2 separate regions of the Mus musculus genome follow, and region 1 is linked to region 2. The links are chromatin contacts, called in public promoter capture Hi-C maps. All regions are on one chromosome and are shown on one strand. The core of a region is the stretch at or near the end of the contact, and the rest is flanking DNA. Distances in the headings are between cores, read along the strand shown. Region 1 overlaps Smarca2 (SWI/SNF related, matrix associated, actin dependent regulator of chromatin, subfamily a, member 2). Region 2 overlaps Smarca2 (SWI/SNF related, matrix associated, actin dependent regulator of chromatin, subfamily a, member 2).

Region 1 (6,397 bases), core at 3,010-5,509, 97 kb after region 2:
ACTGTATTAAAATACAGGAACCTGAGAACATACACATTGCTTTTACTTACATGCATCTGGGGGGGGGGGTGCGGGGGCGGGGGAGGGCGCGGGTGTTTTTCTTCTGTGTTAAAATCGTTTTAGACTGCTCCAAAACCATGCAGCATATCTTTTCAGGGGAAAAAAAAAAAGACTAAGATGAAGCATAAAATACAACAACAACAAAAAATCTTTGCTTTAATCTTTAAAAAATACATTTGAATATTCATTTGTTTTCTTATTGGCTTAATTGTTAAAAATGCAAGCAAGATTCAGCAACCACCTGAGCTAAAAATCTCTAATTCTGCTGCCTGGAATAATAAGGGGGGAACAATATGATAAGTAGTTGTCAATATTAAAACAGGCTGGAGGAGGAAGGCTTGGGGCCTGGTCGTAGGTAGAATGAAACAGCAGATTTGAGTATCCACAACCCTTCCAGTATTAAATTTTCAGTAAAATAAAATTACTTGTATATGAAAACATAGCCTTTCCCAGCTCTCTTTTTTTTCCTGATCAGCTGATGAAGAGACTAGCAGCTCGCTGCTTTGCCGGCTTGTTAATTTTATCCCCACTAACTGTGATTTCCGATAGCCGGCCTGCTGATAGTGGTAAGGTAAATATCCTTTTTCGTTGCCGTCTTGAAGATTCAGTAGAACTACATCCCAGGCATGTGTAGGTGTGTAACACATCAAAAGCCGCTGGTCTCCGTCTTTCTGTGTGCAACTGGGTGCTGGAGGAGAGGGCTGTACCATTAACTGTTGACAGGCTTGCGTGCTGTATTTATGATTAGCATGTTCAGCCTCCAAGATAATGCGGGACCATTTCTTTCTCTTATCTTTGCTTAGCTGCACTGTGTTTAGCTGTATAGTGGGTGTCCTGCTTTTAGGCGAATGAATATTAATGGAATAACGGGGAGCGTCTTCTTCTTCTTCTTTTTTTTTTCTTCCTTTCTCCTTTTTCTTCATAACTCATCAGGTCTCGCCTCTTTCATAGTGGTTTTCTGAACACTGTAGGATTGTGATGGAGATTGTCTTTTGATTATTAAGGCCTGGGCTCAAGCTGTCCCTTAGGGGCCTGTGTGTGTGCATGTTGCTTCTATGGATTGGCACATTGCAGAGTGCATTGGAAACAGTTTTTGTGGTTTTTTTTGTTTTTTTGTTTTTTGTTTTTTTTTAAAATCCCATTGGCATTTTTAACATGCCAGGTTGTTTTGTGTTACTGTAGCAGGTTTTCTTCATAAAACCTTTCTTTTTTCAGGAGGCATTGTACATAAGTGAAAGAAATTATGTCTGAGCTGTAATCACTCTTTATATTGATTGTTATATTCACATGATCATAAATATTAGCCATGTTTGGTGCTGTGGAGAAATGAAGGTAATTGCCTTATGATTAGAGCTCTTTCAGCTAGGAGAGGATTGATTAGCATTTACATACTGGAGGCAATATCGAGAGCCTGAGGAGCAACACCAGTCATTTGTGTGAGAAAGCAATCTCAGGAAGAAAAAAAAAAAAAAGATAGAATTTTTAGATTCTTTCTTTTTAAAGAAAATTTCTTTTCCATCGTCAGATTTCCTTTTGTCTGTTTTTTTTTCTTTTTTCCTTTTTTTTTTTTTTTTTTTTCCTTTTTTGTTCCTCTCTTAATTTTTCTTATAAGTTCAGAGACTTACCAGGATAAAAGAAAAGTTTGAACTTGTGGGTCCTGTCACATGGATCTTTGAGCCTTTTCTGAACAGGTCTTCTTCATACCTGTCTGTTTTTATAGCGCTTTTATTATCTTTCTGCATTAGTGCGGCTGGCTCTGGTTTAAAGCAAGCGTTTGCAGGTAATTGGAAAAAAAGTGTTTTGCTGTTTGTGAGTGTGTGTGTGTGTGTGTGTTCTCTATCGGGTGATTTCATTCCGTCTACCAGGGAATGTGGCTCCTACTCCCTTCTGCTCCCTTGTTTACTAATTTCTGTGTTAGAACAAAAATCTGGATGGAATTGTTGACTTATGTTGTGAATCATGAGTAAACTGATGTAAAACCGTAAAGGTCAGAGCGTGTGTGACTGCATTGATGTCTTAGGGGGTTATTCCATATTCTTCACGCGCTCCTGGCTTTTTTGTTCATCATTACCGTCCTTACAGTAATGACATCTTTAGAGTATTTTGCTTATACTAAGATACATTTTATGTGCATTCAGTCATTTTCAAGCACTTGAATGTATCGATGCTTTAATGTCCGTCACCTGTTTATTATCAGTGCTTTCGGCCTTACAGAATAGACTGAGGTTAAAGGTGAATTTCATCCAATATGGTGGTGCCTTTTTCTTTCTCCTTCGTTGATGACTGTTAGCTTTTAGTTTTACTTTGCTAGTTCCATTTTATTTTGATTATTCTAATTATTCAAGCTATATGTAGCTATACCCCTTATTGTAAAGGTCTGGATATGTTTGCCTTGGTTATTTTCCTTACTTGGATTTTTTCTTTCCTCCTTTCTTTCCTGTTTACAGGCCATCGAAGACGGCAATTTGGAAGAAATGGAAGAGGAGGTACGGCTTAAGAAGAGAAAAAGACGAAGAAATGTGGATAAAGACCCCGTGAAGGAAGATGTGGAAAAAGCGAAGAAAAGAAGAGGCCGCCCTCCGGCTGAGAAGTTGTCACCAAATCCCCCAAAACTAACGAAGCAGATGAACGCCATCATTGATACTGTGATAAACTACAAAGACAGGTGAGCCCCTGGCTCCTTCCTCTCCAGCAAGTCCTTGAGCGGTTAGGACTTGAGAGGATGTGCACTTGGGTTACGTCATGGCCTTCTTTCTAATTTGCATTCTATAGCCTTGTCTTGGAAGGTACAAGCTGCCTCCTAGGTTGTGAAACGGCCGTGATTGTGATTGTTATTTTGTATGACGGTTCCCGGTGTGTTGTCTAAGATGGTGGGAAGTGAGATTCGATGACTTTTTAAAGACGCCTATTCCAGAAAAGGATTCTTCAGGAGCTCTGAGGAGAGAGGTGTTGGGACGATGGGATGAAATTATTTATTATTGTTTATTATTATTATTACTATTAGAGGTTGACTTGTCAGAAGGAAGGAACTGCAGTCATATTTAAGCTAAATCTTTTATGTGCAGGACCCTGTTCAAAACCAGATCCCTCCACAAAATTGTCGGGCTTCCCTCCTCCTAATACTTGGGAGTGTTGAGCCTTTCTATCAGCTGTGGTCTCTCTTACATCACCGCTATATGTATTCAGCGTGATATTTCAGCAAATTCACCCCCTTTCTCGTGGGCTTTTTCGGTGTGACCAATAAGGAGGCGGTGCTGCACACAGACAAGATCGCTTTAAATAAACGGATGAGTATTTGGAAACTGAGGCCAAGACGCTTGAGTTTCTCAGTCAATGCTCTACTGCTTAGCTAGTCTGATTGCATTGGAGATGGTTGACTTGGGGTTTCCTGCTTTGATTTCCCCTTGATGCAATGCGGTTTGCATTTGATGCAATGTTATTTTGCTTTGGAAGCCATCTCTTGTTTCCATGGAAAGCAGATAGGAAACAGATATTTCTGCTGTCTGAGTTGCGTGATCATAGAGGTCAGCTGTCAGAGTTGCGTGGTCATAGAGACCAGCTGTTAGAGACGGTGCCTTAGCCCCGGGAACTCCTGTTGTCCTGTCCGACGCTGAACTAACTGAAAGTGGGCAGCTACATTGCTTGCGACTTGGGTTTTTCCTCCTAGCTTTGACGTATTACATGGCAGGCAGGGAGGAATTGTTCGAAAGATTAAGTGGCAGGAAAAGTAGAAACTTTCCACCAGGAATTTCTCTCTTAAGCCTTTCTAGCTCGTGTGATATTTTCCAAACCAGTAAAGGGGACAGGAGGAGAAAGGTTCATTGAGCGGTCAGAATTTCTTGTGTCTCCTGACTCATCAAGACTTGTAACTCCAGTCCTCACTAGCTTCGTTATTTTCTTTTTGAAAGAAAGAAAGAAAGAAAGAAAGAAAGAAAGAAAGAAAGAAAGAAAGAAAGAAAGGAAGCAAGCAAGCAAGCACACTTCTTTTAAATACTGTCAAGTGGCCACCAAAGGCACCCCACCTCCTCCTCCTGAGTGTGGATTGGCCTCTCAGTGACACTCCACAGAGGGCAAACTCAACCCAAACCCCAAGTCCACTCTTGGTCTGGAGTAAGCGTGAGAATTTTTTTTTTTCAAACCAAGAGTTAGTAACTGCAGTTTCTAGTCACCCCGACTTCCTCCTCCACCTGTTGCCTTCCCACAGGGGGAAGCTGAATCATTACACCCCACATCAGCCTCTGGTGCGAGGAAATTGACTCTGCTCTACCTCTGACTTTTTTGGTTTTGCCTTTGTGTCAGGAGAGCACACCATCTGTTTCTCTGACCAGGTGTGCCCTGGTCTTTGGCAGGCCTTTGATGATCACATCCATCGCTTGCTGATTCAATCTGGGTTTGCTGGAACACCGGAGTGGGGCTGAGTGAGCCTGTGGGGACTTAAAAGGCGGGAGGGGGTGTCTTTGAATAGTGGCTGTCATTTCAGCTTCCTTAATCAGCGGAAGGGTCAGCATCTCGTGGGTCTCATGTTACCAGTAGATTGTTTTATTTGGCTTTACAGTATTTGTGTGTGTGTGTGTGTGTGTGTGTGTGTGTGTGAGAGAGAGAGAGAGAGAGAGAGAGAGAGAGAGAGAGAGATGTTTCTATTTCTTGACTCCCCCCCTTTAGAAAAACTTAAAAATCTGGCAGGTTTCTGCCTGAGTTTCCCCCAGCGGGAGCTCCACAGGAGGGCGGAAATGGCTGCTCTCTTTACCTGACACCTCACAGGTGGTCTCAGCTGTTGCCTTCCCTACCACCAATATGGAGTATGAGTTGCTGGCTGTTGACCGACTTCAGGTGGCTTGTGTACATCGCCTACTGGCTGCATTTGTATCAACCTGGTGAACAAAACCACAACAGACGCCCTCAGAGCCCATTCCCAAGTGTGCCTGGGGAGGCAGAGCCTAGGGGCTCAGGGCACAAGCTCTTCCTAGTCTAGCCTCAGCGGCTTACATTTGAATCTGGTGTTCACTTACCTGCCTGACCCTCAGTTTCCCAGTGCACACAGTGGAATAATTCCTGCTCCCCACCCCCAACCCCCCAGCCTGTGGAATTGTTGTCCTAAGCAATTAATATAACCCCAGATTCTTTAAATAGTTTAATGATTAATAGTCCAACTTTGAGACTGTTTACAGTTCATCCAGCAGGTGAAGGGACCTCTGAAGAGAGTGTCCTTGCCGATGCCGGTTTCCATGGTTTTCATTCCAGAAACAGAAAATGCAGTTTCACCGGAACTGACTAGTGAGCATGTCTCTAGTTGTACTGTAGGCAAGGGCTATTTAAATATTTCAGCACCCAGGTATCGAGTGGCTCTTCCTCTTCCTGGCTTGCTTGCTTTCTTTGCTTATTGAGTTCTCCTTAAAAAGCTCCCTCTTAAGACTCTGACTCTCCCTGTGTTTTTAGGTACTTTCTGGAGAGATCATGTGCTGAACCTCGTACCGCTGCATGCTTCATGTATATTTCATGTTAGTGGTCCTCTAGAAAAAGCAATGGACTCTATTTATATTTTGTATTTCTCTTACCAAACTTGGTTCTCAAGTAGGAGGTGCTCAAATTAGGAGGGCCTTAATTAGATACAGTGTTGTATTTTTGGTTCATTTTAGAGAAAAAAAAAAGCTACTGGAAGGATGTACATCTTGCTGTGTTGAGGTTCCTCCAGCATTAGCGTCAGTTATTAATACAGTAACTCAGCCTACTTAAAGAAGGAGGGCCACCTGTACGAAACCCCATCTAACATGCCCGTCCAGTGTTAGTCGGGTTCCAATGGCTGTGTAGCTGAAGAGTAGATTAAGTCAGACCTCCATCTCTACTTAACAGATAGATAAGAAGAATAAGCCCTCAGGAGCAGTTGTTTAAAAATCCTTGCACGATTCGGGGACAGATGTGGCTTGATATTTCCATAAAGACTTAAGATAATTTGTGTATATTTACTGCTTTATATTTTAAAGCATGATACGGTTTTAAAATGTGACCCGGAAGAGCCGATCACATTGTGTGATTCACGAACCAATGGCTATTAGGCAGTACAGGACTACGGCTACTAGTTCCTACCATGTTATTTGTCCCAGATAGAAAACTTTATCTCAAGCCATACTTTGTTTTGACTTCGTGGACATGTTTTGTTCTCTGCTTGTTTTGAAGGCTGTTAACCACCCTCTCACCTTCTATAATATTTAACCCGAGGCACTCCGTTTCTTTGTAAAGGATTCCTCCTCTGTTGCACCTGTACTCTTTAAAATCGCCATGAGATGCCATGGGGAATAGGTGGAGACCTACCCTGCAAGTCTTCTAGGTCTCAGGAAAA
Region 2 (6,788 bases), core at 3,574-6,073:
GTAAGGCGCCCCATGTGAGACTGAGAAGATAACCTGCTTGCGTCTTTCCCCATTGAAAATGGGACACAAGGCATTAAGACAAGGAAGGGAAGCTGCTTTTGACAAACACATACATATATGTGTGTGTGTGTGTGTGTGTGTGTGTGTATATATATATATATATGTATATATATATGTACATTTACATACATATATATATTTATTCACCCACACACATATATATGATATTGAATGATGTCAGTGTCTGCTGCTTTATCATCAGTTGTGTGGATAGTCATTCATATATATATATATATATATATACATATACAAACATATATATTATATCATCACACACACACACACACTCACAGGTGTCTGAACCTCTGGATGGAGGAGTAAGAATGTTTTGTCTTTTCTGTACAGTGCATCTAATGATCCATGGTTGCACATAAGCACATAAGCATAGAAGTTTTGTACCCCAGGCTACCATCATTACCCACTTGCATAGCCTCTCAAGGAAAGGTACATGCTGTGACTTGCAGGAGTTTGATGATCACATCTGGAAGAATGGCACATGCAGTCCTTTGAACCAATCTGAAGATATGTTTTGGGATGGGTGGCTGTCTAAGTCAGGATTTCTATTCCTGCACAAACATCATGACCAAGAAGCAAATTGGGGAGGAAAGGGTTTATTCAGCTTACACTTCCATACTGCTGTTCATCACCAAAGGAAGTCAGGACTGGAACTCAAGCAGGGCAGGAAGCAGGAGCTGATGCAGAGGCCATGGAGGGATGTTCTTTACTGGCTTACTTGCTCTGGCTTGCTCAGCCTACTCTCTTATAGAACCCAAGACTACCAGCCCAGAAATAGTCCCACCCACAAGGGGCCTTTCCCCCTTGATCACTAGTTGAGAAAATGCCTTACAGTTGGATCTCATTGAGGCCTTTCCTCAACTGAAGCTCCTTTCTCTGTGATAACTCCAGCTGTGTCAAGTTGACACAAAACAAGTCAGTACAGTGGCTAAGATTTTTTTGAATGGCTAGATCACAAGGTCAGGTCTTTGAATCCAAGATTCATATTCATTCTCTCCCCTCCCCCAACTTGACATTCATAATTTTAATAATTGTGTAAATTTACTAAGTTACTCTTGAATGTTAAAACTGACTTTTAAGTTGATTTGAAAGGTTTTTGGGTGCCATCTCTGTTGACCCAAGGCATGTTTGGCACCATTCCTTTTGCAGTTTGTTTTTAGTGGATATACAGATGCAAAACAAGTGGGTTAACATCACTGGCATGAGTGTTGTGTTTTATTGACCATTTGTTTCTGGAATTGGACAAAGCAAACCATGCAATTTAGAAAAACAACAAATATGTAAAGGTGATAAGCTATCCAAAGCTCTGTGTGAAACAGAATTTCTTAGTGGGTAAGAATAAACCTCACTCATAAATACAGTTCTAGAAATTCTAAAGACACTCTCTTTCTTGTCAGGATCCTAGTTGATGTTTTATTTCATTAATTCAGGGGTTCCAGACAGTAAGCACCATTTGAGGTATTCCAAAGTCTTACTATTTCCCATCCTTTTTCTCATTTCTGTATTGGAGAATACTGTCAGGTCCTTTCCCTAGTGAGGGGGGCACTCTTGTGCAGGAAACAGAGCAGTCAACAGGCAAATTTGTCTGATTCAGCTGAAGGAAAACTGTATTAGAACTCCGGCAACAGATTGGTTTGACACTAATGATTAGGCATTTGCAAATCATTAATTTTTGCAATTAAATGATGGAATATACAGATAATAGAGAAACTGAAGTTTTTTATCACTCTTTCTTCAAGTGAGATCAACCATAGCCAAAAGCAATTAGAGTTATAATAGCATTTGAGTTCACGCTCATTCATGGCGCAGACAGCAGCTACACTGAGTGATGAAGCCGCTGCCGCTCCCGCATGTGCTGGACTGACACCCCACAGCTGAGTCTCCAAGCTCTTCTGGGATAGTGCTACCTCTTAGAGACTATTGGGTGTTCTCCTTTTTATTCAGGCATCCTAGAAAAAATACTTTGGGATGTTCTCTCATTGGGACGTGTTTAAAAGATGTTGCTCTCTAGGCGGCTCAGAGGACATCAAGAGTTTTCTTCCATTTGATCTCATGATATTGCTTAATGGGAGGTTGAGGTGGAAGTAATGGGGTTTGTTTTAGTACTCAAGAGTACCAGATTTCAGGAGCTAAGTGACTGTCATCTCCAGTCACAGAGGCTTGTGACTCAGTGCTTCAATTTTTGCATTAATTCTGAACAGTTCAAGAAGCACAGAAGATGGAGGGGGGAACCCAAAGTGCTTAGTTATATCACACACCCAGTGGGGCTTAGTCATATCACACACCCAGTGGGGCTTAGTCGTATCAAACACACTAGCAGGTCTTTGTGCAATAATTGTGCTACAGACTTTAGAGTCACGGGCCCAAGGTGTGTTGCTCATCTATATTTGCCACGTTGCAGGTGCCACTGGTAGCTCTTGCAGCTTGGCTCATGGTCTGTTGTCTCCAGACGCTACCATATTCAGGTTGTGGCCAGAGAGAGGCATGTGCGGTGCAGCTGTGAGCATCGGTCATCATGCTGTTGTCCTCCTCTTCCCAATCAGGCCGAAGATGAAGAGGGCTACAGGAAGCTTATTGACCAAAAGAAAGACAGACGTCTCGCCTACCTATTGCAGCAGACCGATGAGTATGTCGCCAATCTGACCAACCTGGTGTGGGAGCACAAGCAGGCCCAAGCAGCCAAAGAGAAGAAGAAGAGGAGGAGGAGGAAGAAGGTGAGCTCCAAAGACTGGTTTTAGATGAATACTGTTCTCTGATAAAAAGCCAGTTCTGACTAACGGGAGGGTGTCTATTGCTGATGTCTAGATTAGTATGGTGTAAAAGTAGATAATGTATTAGAGACAAGAGATTATTATAAAGAGATGTATTATAAAGAGATTATTGCAATGAGGTAGGGCATAGTCTGCATTTCTGCTGTTCAATGCATTGTGATATTTCAAACCAAGTATACACAGACACGAAGAGAAAAAGGAATACAGGCACAAATAAGCATCTATATAGGTTTCATGCCAGTGTGACCGGGACGACTGAGTTAAGAAAATGGAGTGAAAATTAAACAAGAAATGCAGTGTACCGACAAGAGCAGGCTAAGGAAAGACAGACAAGAAATCCTTGGGATGCTCTGGACAGATATTTTAGTCTGTTTGGACAGATGAAAATGATGGGTGTTGTCATTCAGTTCTCCTGTCCTGGTGTCACACAGTAAGTTAAGTGTATTAATACAAGTTTTACCAGTTATGGAGGGACAAAAACCAATCTTGTGTCAAATAAAGCCTACTTATCATAAGAAGTCAAAGGACAAAACGGAGCATCTCTGCCCTAGAGATACCATGTCTCCATTCAATAAGTTGCTGAACATGGGACAGAAAAATCTGGATTTCCTTGGACTTTGGAATGTCCAGTCAGCACCCCACAGATAGAGGGTTCAGCGTCCTAAATGAAAGATGTATTCTCTGTGTTGACAATGCGCAGGCACTTTCCTGGTGCTGCATTCCAGGTGGCCTAACGACAGGGCATTTAGGTTGCATGCATGGCTTAAGGGATCTCGAGGTAACTAACGTATGCGGGAGAACACAGGGAGGTCACGGGGGGACGCTGTGACATTTGCCCAAGAAACCTGCGCATCTTCAGATTTTGGTCTCCCGAGACTTGGGTCTCCTGGAACCTTTGCCTGGTGGTGGATACTGAGGCACAGGCGGCTGCGTTTGTTTTCCTAAGCACGTCTGATTAGGCCAGGTACAAACATCCACAGAAAACGTTCATTAGAACTGTGAAAATGGAGGGTTGGGAGCATTTAATCATTCACTCTCCGCACTGAATAATTGAACGGAGTGGTTTTTTTTTTTTTTTTTTTCAGAAAAAAAAATAATTTCATGGCTTGCGAATTCTCATACCTGTTTTATAATTAAGAGGGAGGAATGTGTGATGGAGAAGGAGCCTTCTTGTACCTGATTTTTTTCGTATGTGATAGCTCATCTTATTGTGAAGCTGGGGGAGGGATGACTCTGCGTTTGGATTTAGCCGTTTTTGTTGCTGAGGAGGATCTCATTTTCTTGTCAAGTGTAGTGTTATAGACCTTGCAGAACTCCAGCTCCCAACTCATGATTTTGAAGGAGAACTTTCAGAGCCGGCAAAAGGGTACATAGGCAAAGAGATACAGTGCCAGGGTGTTCCATACGCAGACCCTCATCCCAGGACAGTTCCAGTGTTCCCGGGTCTGGGGCTGTGTTCGGCAGAGGTTGTCACTGTTAGTGAGTGCCTTCAGCATTAGAGTTCCTTCTATCTCCTTGTGATTAAAAGCTAATGGCCCAGATTGGAGCTTCTAGTTTATAATTAATAGATTCCTGCTGTGGAATCAGATAGTCATGTCACCACAGGCAAAGAAAGCAATGATGGCCTGTTGACAGTGATGCCTGCATCTTTGCTTTGCTCTGTGCAGGGCAGGGCTCTGTTGCCATTTTTCTCAGGGTTCTGCTTGTTCTGTCAGACCTACAGATGGGATGGTGTGCTCCTTGCACATAGTCCTCCTTTCTATTGCATGGGGCCATTTACCGGCACTTAGGAGCCTCGGGAGTGTGCTAGCGAAGAGAGAAGCGATGCAGACGTTAATTAAACATGTACCTAAAGTAATAACTTTAGCTGTGGTGAATGATAAGGAAAACTGGAAGTCCAGCAGGAGGTGAGGCCCGGTTACCTGGCAGCAGAGAAATATCTTGATAGCAGAGCAGTAGTTGTCCACAGAGAGCTCTGAGCACCCTCCTGATGTCTGTTCCATGATCAATGTGAAGAATGGTTATTTCCAGCCACCTACGTGTATGCTCTTAGGACAGCCAGCACCCAATACTCCTTGCCTTTTAGTGAGACTAAGGAAGGAGGTGGGACTTTGTTTCCTTTCTAAACCATCACTCCAAGGGAAGTGGGATGCATAAGTGGAAAGGAAAGAGGGAAGGGAAGGGGAAGGGAGGGGAGGGGAGGGGAAGGGAGGGGAGGGAAGAGAAGGGAAGGGAAGGGAAAGAATAAGTAGAGGCAGGCTCTTCCTCATCCTTCCTGGACTCTGTTTCTTTCACTGGGCTTTAAGACCACTCAGCATAAAGTAGCCAGTTCCAGATGTTTCTTTATTGAACTACCAAGGAAGGCGATACATTTAAGAGCTGATTATTTGGCCCTTGGTGCTACCTGTAGTTCCCCCCTCCATCACTGGGAATGATTGAGAGTCACCTGTTCCAGCTTCTCTGAGGTGGAGGGAATATCAGTGCTTTATGCTGCAGACTGTGCCCCAGCCAGCGTCTTCCCACTATAAGCTGCAGACTGTAGGCCCCAAGTGTCTCCCCATTGTAAGCTGCAGACTGTGCACCCCCACCCCGACAGTGTTTTCCCCATAGCCTCAGATAATACTGTCCCTGTGTACAGTCTTGAAAATGAAGGCATCAGTGCATTCCTTATTTCAAGAAAACCTTCATTACTCAGTGAAATAATAGCCCTGAGCTGGTTGCAGTAAAGATGTAGGCAAAGAAAGGAGAGCATCCATGGCCTTGAGGCTTGATTGGGTAAAGATTACTCTACTTTCAGGGTTAAACTAATAGAGAGTTGTTTTTTTTTTTTTTTCCTTCTATTTTTTCTATTTTAATCACCCGGCATAACAGAGCCTTTGCTGTTCTTGGAGAATGTGTTGTTTAGTGTCGCCCGGGAATAGTAGGGTTGGTTCCTGTAACCTGTCTTGGCCTTGTTAATTCAATTCTCTTCCCCATTTGGTGCACTTCTCTGCAATGCATCTTTATAAATTACTAAGAATCTTCTCATTCTTAGCCTGGTCTTTCTTCACTGGCCTTGAAATGGAAGAGGAAAAAAGTCAAGCCTGTGTCTGTACTTACAGGTCAGAGGAGGAATAAGTTTTAAATATGGAACTAGTGTGTTAAGTGAAGGCAAGCCCCGTGTTTCAGGGTGAAGGCTGCCTCGAGTATTCAGTATGACCTTGATCTTTCTGTCCCACCAAGATGTTCTCAGATGTCTACAAGTGGCTACAGAGTGGGGGAGGGGAAGGGGTGGCCAGATAAAACCAACAAGCTTATACGAACAGGTTTGCACATAGGACTATCCTCGTCGTGATAACATGCAGCCTTTAACAGTCAGAGCTGCATAAGATAAGATTTGCATACTAATTTGCCATCAGTCTCTTATAGGGTGTGTCATTAAAAGATGTATTATAGAGTGTTCTGTCCCTTATCCACTGAAGGGGTCCGTTCTGGTTTGATTCCTGTTGCTGTGATGAACACCAAATACATGAGCAAATATAGCTTAGGGGAGGGAAGGGTTCTTTCAGCTTACACATCCAGGTGACACTCCACCATTGAAGGAAATTAGGGCAGACACTCTAAGCGTGAGACTGGAGGCACAGACTGAGGAGGGACGCCTGCCCTCACATTCATTGGCTCACACTCAGCCAGCTTGCTTACATAGCCCAGTCCCACCTGCCTCGGGATGGCAGCTCCTGCAGCAGGCTAGGCCTTCCCACATCAGTCAAGAAAGTGTCTCACAGATAGTGGCCTCAGACTGGTCTGCACAGTCCCTCAACTGAGGCTCCCTCCTCCCAGTTAAGTTATGTCAAGTAGTCAATCAAAGCTAAGCAGGACAAAGGGCTGGAAACACTTTCTGCCCTCCAGGTCTGATGTCAGGGTTACGTAGTAACTTTATCCAAAGCATTTGGAGTACTCGCT

Evidence for each region. Capture Hi-C pulls out chosen DNA fragments and counts their contacts.
Region 1: a contact with region 2 is called in a promoter capture Hi-C map of pancreatic islet. A contact is called at or near these places in 3 of 9 other capture datasets (adipose tissue, liver and pancreatic islet).

Annotation. Positions count from the first base shown.
Region 1 is chr19:26,749,317-26,755,713 of GRCm38.p6, forward strand. Smarca2 (SWI/SNF related, matrix associated, actin dependent regulator of chromatin, subfamily a, member 2) reads left to right here. Exons shown (of 33, transcript NM_011416.2): 28 at 2,508-2,725. Among named protein-coding and RNA genes, the nearest start is that of Gm46648, 71 kb to the right of the region's middle.
Region 2 is chr19:26,651,723-26,658,510 of GRCm38.p6, forward strand. It overlaps Smarca2 (SWI/SNF related, matrix associated, actin dependent regulator of chromatin, subfamily a, member 2), which reads left to right. Exons shown (of 33, transcript NM_011416.2): 9 at 2,619-2,789. Among named protein-coding and RNA genes, the nearest start is that of Gm20616, 32 kb to the left of the region's middle.